Regions from separate parts of the Gossypium hirsutum genome. Here regions 1 and 2 are each linked to region 3. The links are chromatin contacts, called in public Hi-C maps. All regions are on one chromosome and are shown on one strand. The core of a region is the stretch at or near the end of the contact, and the rest is flanking DNA. Distances in the headings are between cores, read along the strand shown. Region 1 holds the start of LOC107920311 (cytochrome P450 78A9). Region 2 has its middle 18 kb from the start of LOC107920311. Region 3 has its middle 18 kb from the start of LOC121205591.

Region 1 (2,801 bases), core at 209-2,708, 290 kb after region 3:
TTTGTGTCTGTGTTGGGATATAATTCGGGCCACAAAGCGGTTAACTTTGGGCACAAGGTTGGAGCATCGAACTCTGATTTTTTGAGGGTCGAAATCGGCTAGCCATGGAAGATGGTCGGACCAATTTAATGAGCCCAGTAAATCGTAGCCTTCTTCAACCAAAGCTCGAAGTTGTTCGACTTCATTGCTGGTGGAATTTAAGTTATATTTTCGTCCGAATATTGAAGCCATCATGTTGTTTAGAGAAGCTCGTTTGAGCAGTTGGCGGACGTGGAAGCTTTGGTTATGGAGAGCAAATAAGGTGACCATTTCAGAGGCGATCTGGCGTCTCTGTTCCTCGGCACCTCTGATTTGCTTAGGACAGAAAAGGTGCGTAGCCGCGATTCTCCTCAGGGTTCGCCAGTAAACCCCGTAAGGTGCGAACCCGATTGCTCTGTTGAACATCAAGCTATAAGCCGACTCTTTTACCGGCCTATCAGCAAACACAGAGCTGTTGAGAATCTCTCTCGCTACATCCGAATTGCACGTGACGATAACACGAGTGTCACCCAGGCTAAAGGCCATTAGCCTCTTGGCTTTGCATGCTTCTGCTGCGGCCGCAATCCGGTGGTGAGCCAAGGAGCTGGCCATCAGCTTCATGCTGCCTATTAGAGGCAAACCTCTAGGCCCTGGAATTCTCCTCTTGTTAGCAGCAGTAAGTGAGGAACGGTTCACGATCCTGTACTTGCCCCAGGCTGGGCCACCAGGGTAAGCCCAGTAGACAAGGGTCATGATTAGCCAGGCAAGAAGAATGATGAAAATCGACCATGCAAAGCTTTCTTGAGAAAAGGTTCGCCATTTGGATGCAAGGGCAAACACCCAAACACTCTCTATCTCACTTCTCATGGCGTTGGAGGCTGGATTCTGGGAATTGAAACAAGGGGAGTACAAGGATGCTGGCTTTTATATTTTAGGGTGTAAACACTAATGAGTGCGGATGCTATTTATACAGGGGCGGATGCGCTTAGACGGTCACAAAATCAATAACCCTCCTTACGGGAGAAATACTGCCAAATGCCGATATTTGTGGTAAAATCTTGAATGTTTTTTAAATGTATTTTAAGAACACCGTAATTTCGTTTTCTTTATATAAAGTAGTTGCGCCGCCACGATTGCATGACGGAGTACAGGGAAAAGATATCTCCGACATTGGAGCGCGTGGAAACACACCCTTATTTCCTGGGATCGTGTGCTTAGTGGCTGACGTTTATATGTCGGGAACTAGACCGCACAAAATGAATAAATATGTGCTAAAAGAAATTGGGTTGACCTATTCTGGACTATGCAAATGAGCCCTAGATTGAGGCCCAATTGTGGAGTGTGAAACCAATAAAAATTCCTCAACGTTAGCGTGACATAATTATTTAACCCACTATTTTGTGTAATATATATATGAATCAGTAATGAAAAAAAAATGATTTTCAAGAATGCTCCCTCGTTGAACCTTTTTGATAGAATGAAGTAACGAACAAAAAGGTTGGGAGGAAGAGAAATATTGATTTACTAGTTTTGATGATGTCATTTTCAATCCCAACCAAGAAATGTTCCTTTGTAGTGTACTAAAAATAAATTGAATATGGACACATGAGTTTGGTATACTGAACTGTAATCTTTATTTTATACAAAGATTGAGAAATAGATGATGAAAATTAAAAGGGTGGCGCGTGAAGAGGACAAATTCCTCGGACAAGTTAACATGGGTGTTAAAAATGTTCAAGTTACCAAGGAATGACACGAGGGGGTCGTGTGGACGGATGTTGTCGGGTGGCAAAGCAACTGTAGCACATGACACCCATGCCTTCTACCATCATTCACTGCTTTTAGGCGTAAATAAAAAAAAAAAACATGACACCCAGCGATGGCTTAAATACGCCCATATCTAAATCCCTTCCCACAAACACCAAAAACCGTATTTCAACCATCGCCTGGCTTGTCGACACGTGTTCCTTTCATGCAATGTCTGATGGTGACAACTCCTGCTTCTCGCTTCCCTCTCCTATTCCCTTTAATGCCCATGCTTTGTTTGCATTTATCACCGTCCATGTGTCTTGGATACATGGTTATAGTTGTCAAACTCTGGAATAAATATGCTGTTCACGTGGCAGTTATTGAACGTCCTGGATTTTTGAAGTTGCAGTATGACCAATCCCTGACCGTTGATCTTGTTTGGCTTGAAGCAATCAGGTAGTCAACACTCAAAAGCTTGAAGCCTTTTCAATTTCTCAGTTTCCTAGAAAGGGCAAGACCAATACCAAAGACTAAACCATGGTCAATGTCACAAGAACTTAATATCAAAAGTTGTTATGGAGCTGTAAAAATTTAATGCAGTTCAAATTTTGTGAATGAGAAATATATATCAAAAGGGTCTTACATTTTGTCTAAAAAAAAAAAACCATAAGTGATATGCTGAGTTTATGGTATTTGGTCAATTAAGAATATTTGTTGAGTGAATGTACTGAATTAGGCAAAATAAAGGTGTAAAATAATTATAAATCAAATCTATTGTAGTAGGAGGAAACAGTTCAGTTGACTAAACTTGACCCACCACTCACTAATTATTTTCATTCAAAAAGGGAAAATAATGCAAATTGTCGGAGATAGCAGCCAAAGAAATGAATTAATCTTAATGTGTACTAAATTACTCTTCTCACCATTCGGTGAAGCATCAGATTATAATAATAATAATAATAACATGGAAATGAGGTTCCTTAAATATTAATAAAAAGACAGCAGTTCGAAGCTAATTACACAGCTTTTTAATG
Region 2 (2,808 bases), core at 82-2,581, 310 kb after region 3:
TTTTTTTTTTCCCAAGGCATTTCTTAGATATGCGGATGGGACATGGGACTTGGGAGTTAAAGATTACCAAATCTTTAATTATTGTGGGGATTCCTTTAGATTTATTGAACCGAACTTGCTTATCTATCCTACTACTATTACATTTGAATCTCAAGTTTTTATATTTAAGAAACTTAGAGGAATCTCATTTATATATCCGTTTGAAAAGTTGAAATTATTAATTAATAAAAATAAAGGCTTCCACATACTAATTTTATTATGTGAATTTATATTTAATATCTTGTTAGTCTATATTATTTCAATATTTATATCTTGACAATTATTTATACAATGACACATGTAAAATTATTAATTTATACATGCTCGATTTATGACTAGTTTGGACTTTTATTTATTAGTATCAGTATGTATAGATGAAAATATGATAAATGCACATAAAGTGCCAAGGGCTATTCTAATGATGTGTGATTGTATGGTTAATTGTCCATACATTAAAAAATTATTATCATTAGTTATTAGAAAATAAATTTTTATAAAGCCTTGGTACTGTTTGGTTTGAAAGATCTAAGTTTGAGTTTTTCTATTTATAATTGTGCTGCGTGGGTTTTTAACCCATCATATGCAATTGTATATGTCTAGGTTTTAGTCTCGAATCATTTTCTTCTCTTATTTATTTGTGCTTTTTAATGGTTTGATTCTACTTTATAATTGCTTAAATATGTATTTATATTTACATTATATTTGTATATGTACATTTTTTTCATGTATAGTTAATTTTATTTATTCTTTCAAAATAAGGTAGTAACACATAGTAAATCCTTAATCTCATTTTTTAATTTCTTTTAGTTATTGTGATATTTTAATTTCTTTACACTCTTTGTAAATTTAAAAATTAGTCTATGTATTTTTATTTTGAGAAATTTGTTCCCTTTAAATTATCAATTTCAAAATTCAGGTTTAACTATTAATACTGTTTAAAATATTTTTTTAAATTCAAGTTCATTATAATGTCTTTTTTTTAGTTGCATTACTACCGAGTGAGTACTTTTTTATTTCAAAATGTTACACCAACCAAATTATCAAAAAAAAAAAGAAGAAGAAGAAGTAACAATTAGATTTCAATTTTTAAAGCTAAAAAGTAAATGTACTAAATTCTTAAAGTTAAAACATCAAGATTAAATTTCAAATTTTTGAAGAGCACAGGGACAACTTTTAACTTTTTTTTCCTCCACTAGATAATTTATCCAAACAGGAGCTCTTGTTACATATGTTTCTGATTTTCTTCGTGGACAAAGGCCTGGTTACCTTGGAAAACGGCCCGTCATATTGGGCTTTTGGTAGCGTCTATTGATGTCACCCACTTTCTCAAATTCCCGCTAGATTGAAGGGTTCAACTGTGGATTCATAGAGGCGGCAAATGGGCAAGTATGGATAAACTTTTTCAGATTTAAATTTTTTAGGCATGAAATTTTTGGGCTTGGGTTCTCTTTTGGACTTGAATTTTCAGGTTTGAATTCTTTTTTTTTTCTTCTCATATTCGAGCTTAAATCAAGCCGTGGGTTTTGATGGTTTAAATAATTTGGAAAATTACTTTAATTTCTAATGTAATACCATATTTAATTTTATATGATTACAACACAAATAATTTTTTCTTATAAAAAATATAATTTATATTATTTAATAGAATTCTTTATATAAAACAATCAATTTGCTAATTGCATGTAAAATTTATTATTATATAGTATGTATATGAATTAACGATGTAGCGACGTAAAAATTTTAGCTTGGTCGCTAATTGTAGCGATTTATTAAACATTTGAAAAGTAACTTTCGATTTTATTAACAAAGGGAGTCGCCACCGATCCTTTTTATTAATAAATTTATTTTTTAAAATAAAAAGGAGGTCGAGTTTAGGTCTACGTCAAAGTCCAGAGAAAAATTAGAGTTCGGGAGTCGGTTACGAGCGAGAAAGGTATTAGCACCCTCGCGACGCCCAAAATTGGTATCTTGTAAAACACGTGTTATCTTGATTTTCAAAAATACGAGTTCAATGTAACATTTAGTCATAATCCGATTGGAACACGAGAAATTTTAGCTTTTCCGATTTTTTAGAAGGGCATACCGTTTAACACAAGTCAATTGATGTTCACCCAACATAGCGATGAAATCGGTGACTTAGTATTAAACCGATACGTTGCCTTATTTATTAAAAAAATAAAAAAATAAGATTTTCGAAATAATGCAAAGCAAATTGATTAAAATAGATGACAGAGCTAGAAATATATGGAAGCGAATGTAAGTGTGACAAATAAATTAAAAACAATACAGATATGTGCGATATTAAACGTATACTAGAATTAAACATGAAATGAAAACGAGTACACATATATGATAATGATATTAAGAATATGTACGTAGAACATGTATATGTAAATAATAATAGTATTAGAAATATGCTATATAATATTCGAAATATATACATGACATGTATAAAAATATAGCGTTTAGAAGGTATATATATATACATAATAAAAATACAATATTTAAAAATACATACACACAATAAAATGTTAAAATATTTACAAAGTATATACATATTGAAAATAATGCAAAAAGACAATTCTTAATATTACTACATAACTACATACATGTATATTAAAGATATATACACAAAATAGAACACATACTTACATTGGTAAGAACATATATAAGAAATAGTATAAAATATATAACTAATAATACTAAAGGTATATATACATAAACATATACGATATATATATTAGAAATGATTATTAGAAAAGCTATTCA
Region 3 (2,979 bases), core at 284-2,783:
TTTAATTTTTTATGCTCCCCACTAACGTGGCAAGTTGGTGGCGCCATATAATTTGGCTCCATCAACTTTTACTGTAGATTTCAGGTCATTTTGGTGTTTTATTAAAAAAATGAGTCATTTTAATATTTAATTAAATTTGATGAGTTATTTTAATAAAAAAACTCGAAAACAATGTCATTAATGCTAATAAAAGTGATCAAATGAAGGGATTTTTACTAAAATAATATAAATCTAATTTTATTTATAAAAATATAATATAGTGTTCCCATACTTCAAATCAACACAATGACGATTTGGGAGAATGACAGAGAAAATTGAGTTCTATATCACCATCACCTTCTGTTTCCAAAACCCACAACCTCAATCCAACTCAATATTAAATCCCACTCAACCTTATTTAATGCCCCATCCTAAATTACTATATAAATCCCTAAAAAGCTAAACTCATCTCACACAACTCCAATAAAAATTAATTCATCCGATTTTAATTAAATAAATAATTTTAAAATTTTAAAAAATGTAAAATTGATTCAATCAATTATGAACTATTTTCTAAGATATCAACTCATTTTTTTTATCCAAATCTAAATATCAATCATTTTCGGCAGTCTTAATGAAAATACTCAATAACTCATTTTATTGAACTCTTCTATTCCCAAGAAGGATGTATGCAAATCTTGATAACTTAAACATATCATGTTGAAGATATGTTCCTTTATGTAGTTAAAGTGATATGTCACAAATTTAGGCATTAGCGAAAATCAAGGACATAGATTAAGTTCACTTATCATGTCATAATTGAGGACATGTAGTAGACGCATCAAAGTAAATTTTTTTTTACCTTAATAACCTGACATTATAGGATGGTAAGTGATAAGTATGTTTACTTGAGCAATCCGACAAGACACTTTGTAAAAAATAAATATAAAATTTTATTAATATATTAACTAGGATAAAAAGTTCAAAATAGGTTGAATTAGATTTATAATTTTTTTTAAAAAAAAGTTCAAAAACTAAAATCAATTGGAAATATTTTTTCCACAACTTTTTTAATGTAGGAGTTGTGTGAGATGAGTTTGGGTTTGGGAGGTTTATATAGTGATTTAGGGTGGAAGTAGTAAATAGGGTTGAGGTTTATGTTGGGTTGGTTGTGTTCTCGCACACATGGCTCCATTTTCTGTGCTCTCTCCAATTGCCACCAACTGTGTCAATTTAGGGTATGGAAAACGAAAAGTTCTTTTTATTATTCAATTTATATTATTTTAATAAATAAAATTGAATCTGTATTATTTTAGTAAAAAAATATTATTTTAATAAAATTCCATCAAATGAGTGTTTTTGAGTGAAGGAGGTGGAGTAATTAATTGACATTAACCGCTTTTCTTCTTTCAAGATAATATCATTTTGATCTATGAGTTTTAGTACCCATTTTCGTAATGGGTATTTTTGGGCCACTTCTAACCATTCTGAAAGATAACCCTATGGATCTTGTATTGCTTAAGCTTTTGCTTGAAGGGAAGTAAAGAGTTAAGTGGCAAATATCCATTACCCAACCCAAACCCATCAATGTTGGATGCATTGCAGAACATGACTTGGAAAAAAATGTTTTTCCTTTTTTCCTTTTTATGTTTGTCTCACGAAAATAAATCGCTCAATAGAAATAAACTTTTCTTTCTAGAAATTGTTGAAAAGGGTAAATGATTTTGTCGAAAAGGAGCTCCGTAATATGATTTTTAGACAAAAATTAACTTGAATCATATAAAATATTATTATGTTAATAATAAACTTATTAAAATTATTGAAACAATCGACTCTATATGAAAAAAAAATAATCAAAATAATCAAACAAACTTCTTCAGTTTAATTTGGTCAATTTTGGCGGTATTTAATTTTTCTACTTATTTATTTATAAAACAGAAAAAAAAATTGTATTGAATTAATTAATTGGATTTTGGAATTAATATGGGTATTCGGTCTATTCATTTAGTTCGGAAGCCCAAAATTAGACTTGAATAAATCATCAAACCCATTACCTTGACTGAATAAATTGAAAATCGACTTTTTCCATTAAATTGATTAGCTAATTAGATTTTTGCTTATCCCTAACTTGAAGTGCTAAGGAGGTTGAGCCATGATTTTTGCTCAGTTCATAATGAGGCTTCTTGTTTATACATGATTGATGATGTATTGGTTTGAGATATTTTCTTCAAGGGCAACGAAATGAGCTTGAATGCTCGGTAGTTATTGTAAGGTGAAGGTGAGCTAGAGATATGAGAGTTTGTGCTTTGGAATGCTCTCTGATGTTTAAGTCATTACACATTAGAAAAATATGAGCTCAAACTAATGAAGAAAATAGAGTAAAAATAAAAAAGAAAGTGAGGAAGAATAGTTGTTTATGTCTTTGGTCTTAAGACTGCCATTATTTATTATTGATTTGCAAAAGTGACCAGAGAACACAAATGAGTTCGCCTTGTACTAAATTATAATTGTGTTTGTATTGGGATAATTGAGCATGTGCTAAATGCGCGTTGGAATAGTTTGTTAGGCTGTTAGCTATTAACTATTAACAACTAACAGATTGAGTTGTTTGCAAGTATTAACAGTATTTATTAATCTGTTAATAAATTGTTAACAATAGTTGATTAATTAGTATATAAACACTGAATGTATGCATTCTACTACTTATAATGATTGAAAATGAGTTTTATCTCAAAAGCTTTCTTTCTTCTTTAACTTTTCTGCATTTCATTGTTCTTTGTTTTTATGTTTGATCATTGTTCATCAGTTAGAGTTTTACTGTTGTGGTATTAGAGTATTTGATTGTTGTTATTTGATTCATTTTTCATATTAATTGAATCACTTTTCTTGTTCTCATGGCGCAAATTGTAACATCACAACATGACAGCCCTATTGCTTTTACCACCAGTATTGCAATGGCTTCAGGATCTGCCACTATTCTATCGACAACAAAGTTTTTTT

The links. Hi-C and Micro-C count contacts between places; a contact is called where the count stands out from the background.
Region 1: a contact with region 3 is called in a Hi-C map of leaf, with 2.8 times the contacts expected there. The contact joins the promoter of LOC107920311 here to the enhancer-like site in region 3. A contact is called at or near these places in 11 of 34 Hi-C or Micro-C datasets (anther, callus and leaf).
Region 2: a Hi-C map of leaf shows a contact between it and region 3, with 5 times the contacts expected there. The contact joins two enhancer-like sites. A contact is called at or near these places in 4 of 34 Hi-C or Micro-C datasets (hypocotyl and leaf).

What each region holds. Positions count from the first base shown.
Region 1 is chrA08:100,305,721-100,308,521 of Gossypium_hirsutum_v2.1, forward strand. It overlaps LOC107920311 (cytochrome P450 78A9), which reads right to left and starts at 1,459. Exons shown (of 2, transcript XM_016849957.2): 1 at 1-1,459. The coding sequence starts at 885.
Region 2 is chrA08:100,323,455-100,326,262 of Gossypium_hirsutum_v2.1, forward strand. No RefSeq gene overlaps it. Among protein-coding and RNA genes, the nearest start is that of LOC107920311, 18 kb to the left of the region's middle. Within about 2 kb of position 1,332, at least 3 of the 9 cell types and tissues checked have an H3K27ac peak or open chromatin away from gene starts, as enhancers often do. A contact at or near this core is called in leaf, where this site is marked.
Region 3 is chrA08:100,016,053-100,019,031 of Gossypium_hirsutum_v2.1, forward strand. No RefSeq gene overlaps it. Among protein-coding and RNA genes, the nearest start is that of LOC121205591, 18 kb to the right of the region's middle. Within about 2 kb of position 1,534, at least 1 of the 9 cell types and tissues checked has an H3K27ac peak or open chromatin away from gene starts, as enhancers often do. A contact at or near this core is called in leaf, where this site is marked.